2 separate regions of the Gossypium hirsutum genome follow, and region 2 is linked to region 1. A link is a contact called in public Hi-C data. All regions are on one chromosome and are shown on one strand. The core of a region is the stretch at or near the end of the contact, and the rest is flanking DNA. Distances in the headings are between cores, read along the strand shown.

What was found. Hi-C and Micro-C count contacts between places; a contact is called where the count stands out from the background.
Region 2: a contact with region 1 is called in a Hi-C map of leaf, with 1.7 times the contacts expected there. The contact joins the promoter of LOC107901931 here to the promoter of LOC107901926 in region 1. A contact is called at or near these places in 3 of 34 Hi-C or Micro-C datasets (hypocotyl and leaf).

The regions. Positions count from the first base shown.
Region 1 is chrD06:55,840,854-55,844,677 of Gossypium_hirsutum_v2.1, reverse strand. LOC107901926 (flap endonuclease 1) reads left to right here and starts at 2,055. Exons shown (of 10, transcript XR_005914953.1): 1 at 2,055-2,660; 2 at 2,784-2,968; 3 at 3,057-3,128; 4 at 3,216-3,483.
Region 2 is chrD06:55,987,259-55,991,082 of Gossypium_hirsutum_v2.1, reverse strand. It overlaps LOC107901931 (probable xyloglucan endotransglucosylase/hydrolase protein 8), which reads left to right and starts at 1,917. Exons shown (of 4, transcript XM_016828113.2): 1 at 1,917-2,216; 2 at 2,310-2,410; 3 at 2,493-2,695; 4 at 2,761-3,322. The coding sequence starts at 2,042. The coding sequence ends at 3,166. It overlaps LOC107901932 (probable dolichyl-diphosphooligosaccharide--protein glycosyltransferase subunit 3B), which reads right to left and starts at 798. Exons shown (of 1, transcript XM_016828114.1): 1 at 1-798. The coding sequence starts at 783. It overlaps TRNAL-UAG (transfer RNA leucine (anticodon UAG)), which reads right to left and starts at 945; the gene lies at 866-945.

The DNA.
Region 1 (3,824 bases), core at 806-3,305:
TGGCTTCAAAATATAATAAGGGTTTTCGAAGAAATGGCTTACTCTCCTGATGACTTTCTTAAGTGTGTTGTTTTGTTATTAAAAGAGGAAGCATATAGTTGGTGGTCGACGATAGTAGCTATGGTACCAAAGGAGAAAATTTTCTAGGAATTTTTCCAAACCGAGTTTAAAAAGAAATATGTTAGAAAAAGGTATTTGGGCAAGAAAAAGAGAGAATTTCTTGAGTTACGTCGAGGAAATAGATTGGTAGTTGAATATGAGAGAGAATTTGTGGATCTCAGTAAATATGCTCGAGAAATTGTGGCTATTGAAGAAAAAATGTGTATCCGATTTGAAAATGGTTTGAATGATGAAATTCGAATGATGATCGGAGGTAATGAAATACAAGAATTTGTTGTTCTATTTGATCGTGCACAGAAAATGGAAGAAGTGTACAACTGTAAGATGCAACGAGACAAGCGGAATCGAGAATTTCACAAGAGAGGTTTTGGCAACCAATTTTGTCGAAATTGAGGCTTTTGGCAACCAATTTTGCTGGAACAAATTTCTGAAGTTTAGCAATACATATAATCTTTACACAGTCAAAATACCAAATGAATTGCAAGTTTTTAATAGGTCGAAGAGAGCTAAAAGATCTTGAGCGTTTCCTAAATTTTTTATTTCAATTGTTTGGGGTTATTTTCAGCCCATTTAATAGCTTGAAGAGTCTTAAAAACCTGTTTGAACTACAAACCGACAAGAACTACAAACTGCTTACTGGTTGAATTGATTGTTGATCCAATTATTCATATATATGGGCTAAACAAAAAAAAAAAAATCCACCCCAAAAAGAGAAAGTAAATTAAAAATAATAACCATAAAGAAGAAAAAACAAAGTCCTCTCCTAAATCAAAATACAATTTTTTTTTTATCTTTTTTCATTTGCCTCATGACGTCTTCTACCTTGCTTATGCTCCTAAAATAAAAACTATGTTGCTCCTCTCTAATTGTTGCCTTGAAGCTCGTCGTCGTCGACTCAAATTGTTACTGTCGGTGTCATGTTTCTCTGAAGTAACTAAAGAAGATGGAATGTCTTTCGTGTATTTGAAAGAGAATTTTAATGTTCTCTTCCATTTTGTTATTTCAAGGAAAAAAGGATTAATGCATTTTCATTTATTTACTTTTTCTCGGATGAGTTGTATTGTCTTTTACTGTTGGCTTAATTTAATATTTGGTACCCGAACTTGACATTTTTTTCTTAATTTGGTATCTAAACCTGAATTTGGCTATTTTCCCTAATTTAGTACTTAATTTTTTTATTCGATTTGGTACTTGTCAAACGCTTTACAAATTACTCCAACATACAAAAAATATTTTTTTATGAAGTAGAAAAAAATAATAAAGTATGGTCGACATATGACAAATGATATGATATTTTTTTTGTATTTTATATGTTCAATTACTTTTAGTTTTATTTATTTATTTAAGTATTTTATTAATTGAAATTAATGATTTTTTTTAAAATTTGGGGTTTTAAAAAAATTTTTTCTTATTTAATATTAATTCATTAAGCATAACTCAATACCTATTTTTTAACATGAATTTTCTCTAGTAGTGACAATATCTTTGTAGGATAACAAAAAAAAAAACATCGTTTTGCGTAATTTGTATAACATTTAATAAATTTAAGTACCAAATTAAACCTAAAAAAAGGCTTAGGTACCAAATTAAACCTAAAACAAAACTTAAGTACCAAATTAAAAAAAAGTGTCAAGTTCAAGTGCCGAATATTATATTGAACCTTTACTATTCTATTTCTTCTTCTTTTTTTTAAAATTTATACATGTGTTTTATTTCCAAGGTAGAGGAACTTTTCGAGGTAGGGGTTAATGTATATTTATATTGATGTATCAAATGTTTATTTTATTTTATTTTTGATAAAAAGATAGCCAATGCATTAATGAAAGGGAAAATTAAAGGTTAAAACAATAATAAACCTAACACCAAACCCTAGGCCCCCAAACTTTACAGAGAAAGACAGGTGTCGTACACCCTCAAAGTCATTTGGGCAGTGCCTTGGGGGACCCTAAAAACAACTGGACAAAACTTAACAGAGAAGGAAAGCAGAACCAAAATAAATAAAAAAACAAAAAAACATAGAAATAGAAAAAAAAACCTAAAATAAAGACTATTAATCTTCCCTCTAAACCTTTCCCCTTCCTTGCACCGGAGAAAATCCAATTAGAGTGGACTAGTCCATAAGCCCTTAAATCTTTGATTAAATCATTTCCTTTCAACCAAACCTACCATCTACTGAGTTCCTTAGAGTAAAAAAAATCTTCCCTCAGACTTGGAATAAACAAGAACACACACTTCTTATATTCCTTGAAAAACCCTTTTTTCCTTCATGACTAGTTGTTGAATCTCTAAAGGGACCTCCTTCACCCAATAAGTTGATGTGGGAGAAATGTTCACTGCTTATATAATTCTGTTAATTTTTGTTTAGTTTTGAACGTTGGTTTTAATGAAAATGGTGCTTGTAAGGGAGGGTAGTCGACTAAGTGCCAAAAATAGGGAGTTTAGCAATATTAGTGATACAGTGTGTTTAATTCAATTCTATTTTAAACAGCCTGTCAAAACCTGCCCGTTACCCACCCTTTATGAACCAATTAGCTTGAAGGGTGAGATAGTTATGGAAATACACAAGAATTTTATGCTCTTTCTTCTATGAAATTTCATCTTCTTCTTCGATCTTCTCTCCTTTTATTTACTCTTTTTGCTAAGACTTTCTTACTTCATCAAAGGTATCAGAGCCTACACGTTCCTCATGGCCACTGATGGAATCATGACATGCCTTCAAGAGGAGATGGGTCTCCTACAACATGAACTTTCTCAACTTGACAGCAAGATGGAAGTCAAGTTAGACGCCAAGTTGGATGCTCGTTTCAAAGACTTTCGTGAAGATTTTAAGGGTGAAATATGCAGCGAGGTTAGATATGAGTTGCATTCCTTCTTTGATCAATATTTTAGGCAGCCTACCATTGGTATTCAAGGTTTAAATGGCAAAAGGTTGTTAGGTACACCTCCACCAAGGTTTCCACCCAAGGACACAGTAGTTATGTCTACAGCAATCGATGGAGGTCATTTAGGTACTTCTTCTCGTATTGGCGCGATTATTCAATGGGAAGACTCTTTCAGCTACAATGTCCACGGTTTGATGGTACAAACTTTTGTAGTTGGTGAGCTAAGCTAGAACAATTTTTCAAGGCTGAGAATGTGGGAGATCAAGCCAAAGTTCAATTACTCATGTTGAATCTTGATGGTCGAGCACTTGAGTGGCATTATTTCTTTGTACAACGAAATGGTGGACTTCAACATCTCACTTGGGAACAATATGCTCGAGCTTTACAGGACAGGTTTGGGTCTGCTCGATTTTTGGATCCCATGACTAAACTTGTTGCCTTGAAATAGATGAGCACAGTTGAGCAATATCATGACCAATTTGTAAGTCTTCTGAACCAATTGCATCTACCTGAGAGTTATGTGTTGAGTATATTTGTTCATAACCTTAAGTCCGAGATTGGTTAGTAGTTGTAGTTGTTTAAACCAACCAACTTGGAAGAAGGGTTAATTCTAGCTTTGCAAATAGAGGACATTATTAGCACAGGTTCTTCCAAAACTGTTTCTATAACAGGGAATTCAAATTATTCCAAAACTTTGTTTCCTCAGACTAAAACCTCCAATAGTCTTCGTCAAAACGTTGCCTACATAAAGGTACGGGGGCCTAGTAAGCAAGGTTAGACATGAAGGGCCTAAATTTACGTAGAGTCGCTACTAACCAATTA
Region 2 (3,824 bases), core at 668-3,167, 150 kb before region 1:
AGGGATCAACAAAAGGGCAACGATCAGACCCATTTGAGTTTTCGAGAGAATGGGAGGACGATGGACGGGACCCACGGTGAGTTTAGTTCTGGACTCAACGAATTCGGCCATTGACTCAGCCAATCGAGAAAAATCGCCCTGGTCCATCTGTTCCGACTCATCTTTCAACGATTTTGCGGTGGGGCCGACGAGGCGGATGTGGGGAAGGGAGTTGACGCCGAAGAGGTGGAAAGAAGATTGAGATTCGCGAAACTCGATGTCGGCGAAGAAGAGCTTGGTGTTGGAGTTGTTGTGGTTGGTGATGAAGGAAGAGGCGACGAGGGCGAATTCTTGGCGGAGCTCGCGGAGGTGGAGTTCGGTTTTGTCGTGGAGTTGGGTGGCGTCGAAGAAGATGAGGATAGAGTAAGGGCGAGGGATTTTGGGGGAGGTTAGGAATTTGGCAATGGTTCGGTCATCTAAGTGGATGACTCCTGATTTGGATTCGGACTGAAGGGCGCGGAGATCGGCTACCAGTTCTAATTCAGATTCAGATTCAGCAGTGGAAATAGCAAGGAATAGAGAAAGGGTGAAAAAGGAGAGTAAGAAGAGATAAGCAGAACTGGAAGGGATCGCCATTTCCTTGCTTAGCTTTCGGATTTGGGGATTGGCGACAAACAGCTTCGGTCTTAACGCTTCTCCGGTTTTAACATTCGTCTGGACAAGATGACTTTGACGCGTTGACTGACTTGACCTTGAGTTCCAGCTTAACGACGTCGTATCAGATGAAAGATCATTTAGGTCCATGTTCAGCTTAAAATGGGCTCGTTTGAATGGACCTTTGAAAGAATATCATATGAGCCAGCTCTAAGCTTTCAAAAAGAAAAATTGACAGCTGTGGGATTTGAACCCACGCCCTTTCGGACCAGAGCCTAAATCTGGCGCCTTAGACCACTCGGCCAAACTGTCCCTTTTTGCTTCGTGTTAAAACAGAAACATATTTATCTATATAGTTAAAGTCAAAGCTGGTGATGCACCAATTTGACAGCTAGAAGCCTACGACCTACAAGTAACTAGCAATAAGCTGATGAGCGTTGAAGTGATTGCTGTTTTTCACGTGCATAATCAAATTGCAAAGTAAGTGTTTTTCTTATTCCAAGTCAAGCATTTGGTTAAATTTTTATTGTTAATGGATTAAAAATTTTCATTTTTACTTAATAATGATGTTATATATCAGGTATTTCATTTTTTTTTGGAGTATCGCATTAATTTGTTGAAATGTCTTCATATTTGGCATCGACAGTTGCATATGATCTTCTTACTTCATTAAATCCATACTTTGGCATTCACTTTCAGTCCATCAAAAATGCAGCTTGTTGTGGGACCTTATGACCCCTAAAATTGGTCCCTAATGCCATGTGCTTGAGCACCTCTCCCAATCAACTATATAACAAGGTTTAGATTAGCATGTCTGGTCATGTTTACCAAGAAAGCAAGCTCTGCTTTTTCTGCTTTCTTTCCATTGCTTACGATTAAAAAAGGAAAATTTTGTTTTTAATTTGTAATCTAAGTCCTTTTTTACCTAAAGTTAAAGATTAAAGTGAGATTAATTTGCTTTAATTCAAAGTTTAAGCTGGTTGTTGGTCCCGAGTCCCGACCGCCAAATCCAGTGGTGAAATCCAAGATTTTCTGTGATTATTTTCAAGACAAACACAACAGTTCTTACATGTAAGAAATGGACCCACTCTCCATTTCTTTATACTGCCAATTCCTAATTGGAGGGCAGCCTGGCATTTCATTTATGTTCTCCATGGATCATTTATCTTACTTCATTTCCCTAAAATACCCTTCTTCACTTTGCAATTTGCATGATTTCTTGGATGGGTATATTGGTACATTCATCCAATTAATAGACCAAAATAAACCTTGGTTTATTGGTGTGCCGCTTCACACATGATCACATCAAGTGTCCAAATTCGAATACTCGGATATTTACCTCTCAAGATCCAGCAGAGAAGTGAGATCTCATCCTCTTCTTCCAAAAACAACACTTTGGGTCAACAAAATGGAGAAAGGGGTACTCTTCATTGCACTTCTAATATCTGCGTTTTACTCTTCATCTGAAGCAGCTGATTCACAAACTTCTTTCGAAGATAACTTCAGTATAATGTGGTCTGAAGATCATTTCAAGACCTCTGAAGATGGTCAGACCTGGTACCTCTCCTTGGACAAAGACACAGGTTTGATACAATTTGATTGCGTTAAACAGTAGTGTTTGGTTCTAATAACTTGCTTCAAATCCAGGATTTTAATCTGTTTCTATCTGCTTCTAGGTTGCGGGTTTCAAACCAAGCAAAGATACAGATTTGGGTGGTTTAGCATGAAACTGAAGTTGGTCGGAGGTGACTCTGCTGGCGTTGTAACAGCTTACTATGTATGTTTTCCTGACAGTTGTTTAAATATTTTGTAACATAAGAGTTGTGTTTTCCATAGCTGAAGTTTAAAGAGTGGTGCAGATGTGTTCTGAGAACGGGGCAGGGCCAGAACGAGATGAACTGGATTTTGAGTTCTTGGGGAATCGAACAGGGCAACCGTATTTAATACAGACAAACGTGTATAAAAATGGTGTTGGAGGCCGTGAAATGAGGCACATGCTTTGGTTCGACCCCACTGAAGAGTTTCATTCATATTCCATTCTATGGAACAACCACCAAATTGTGTAAGTCTCGTATTATATCTTATACTCATATCCGAATATATGCCTACTGAATTATTGCAAAACAGGTTTTTTGTGGATGAAGTTCCCATAAGAGTATTCAAAAACAATGGTGATGAGAAAAACGACTTCTTTCCCAATGAGAAGCCAATGTATTTGTTCTCCAGCATATGGAACGCAGATGAGTGGGCGACGAGAGGTGGGTTGGAGAAAACAGACTGGAAAAGAGCCCCATTTGTGTCGTCTTACAAGGATTTCAGCGTCGAGGGTTGCCAATGGGAAGACCCTTACCCTGCCTGTGTTTCCACCACCACCAAGAACTGGTGGGATCAGTACAAGGCTTGGCATTTATCTGATTCCCAGAAAATGGATTATGCTTGGGTGCAGAGGAGCCTTGTCATTTATGATTATTGCAAGGATAATGAACGGTATCCTAAATTGCCTGGAGAGTGTTCATTGAGCCCCTGGGAATAGGATCCTATATCATCAATTAAGATAAATTTTTGTTTCGATTTTATGGGATGTTTATATAATTTATTCAGTTGTCCTTATGATATGAGTTTGCATATTTGACCAGATCTATCTTTGGTTCACTATTTTTTAATAATACAGTTCATATATTTTGAAGAATTTCATGAGCAGAGTTTGATGATTTTTGTTCATTAAATAACAAAGTGTGTTGGTGCTCGATCTTTTTTCCCAGAGTTTCCCTTGCAAACTTACGTGTGTGTGTGCATTACATATAAAACAAGAAGAAATTGATTTAGAAACATATGCCCACCAAATTTCCCTCATTGGTATCAACCAGTTGTTATTGTAGCAGTTAGTTTTTAGCTAAAATGGCTACCATATGAAGATCAGTCTGCTACCATATGTATTCCTTCTTTGCAATCCCAGCTTGTTTTGCACACACCTGAAGTTTGTAATATATATATATACACTAGTATCAGGGTGACTATTTATTTCTGTAATATATATATATACACTAGTATCAGGGTGACTATTTATTTCTGTTAAACTATGAAGTACAAATTTGAAGGCTAAAATATACTCTAAACTTATTTTTGTTTTCAGAAATTTAGACACTTTCCTTTTGAATTTAAAAATTTAAATTCAATTATTATTACTATTA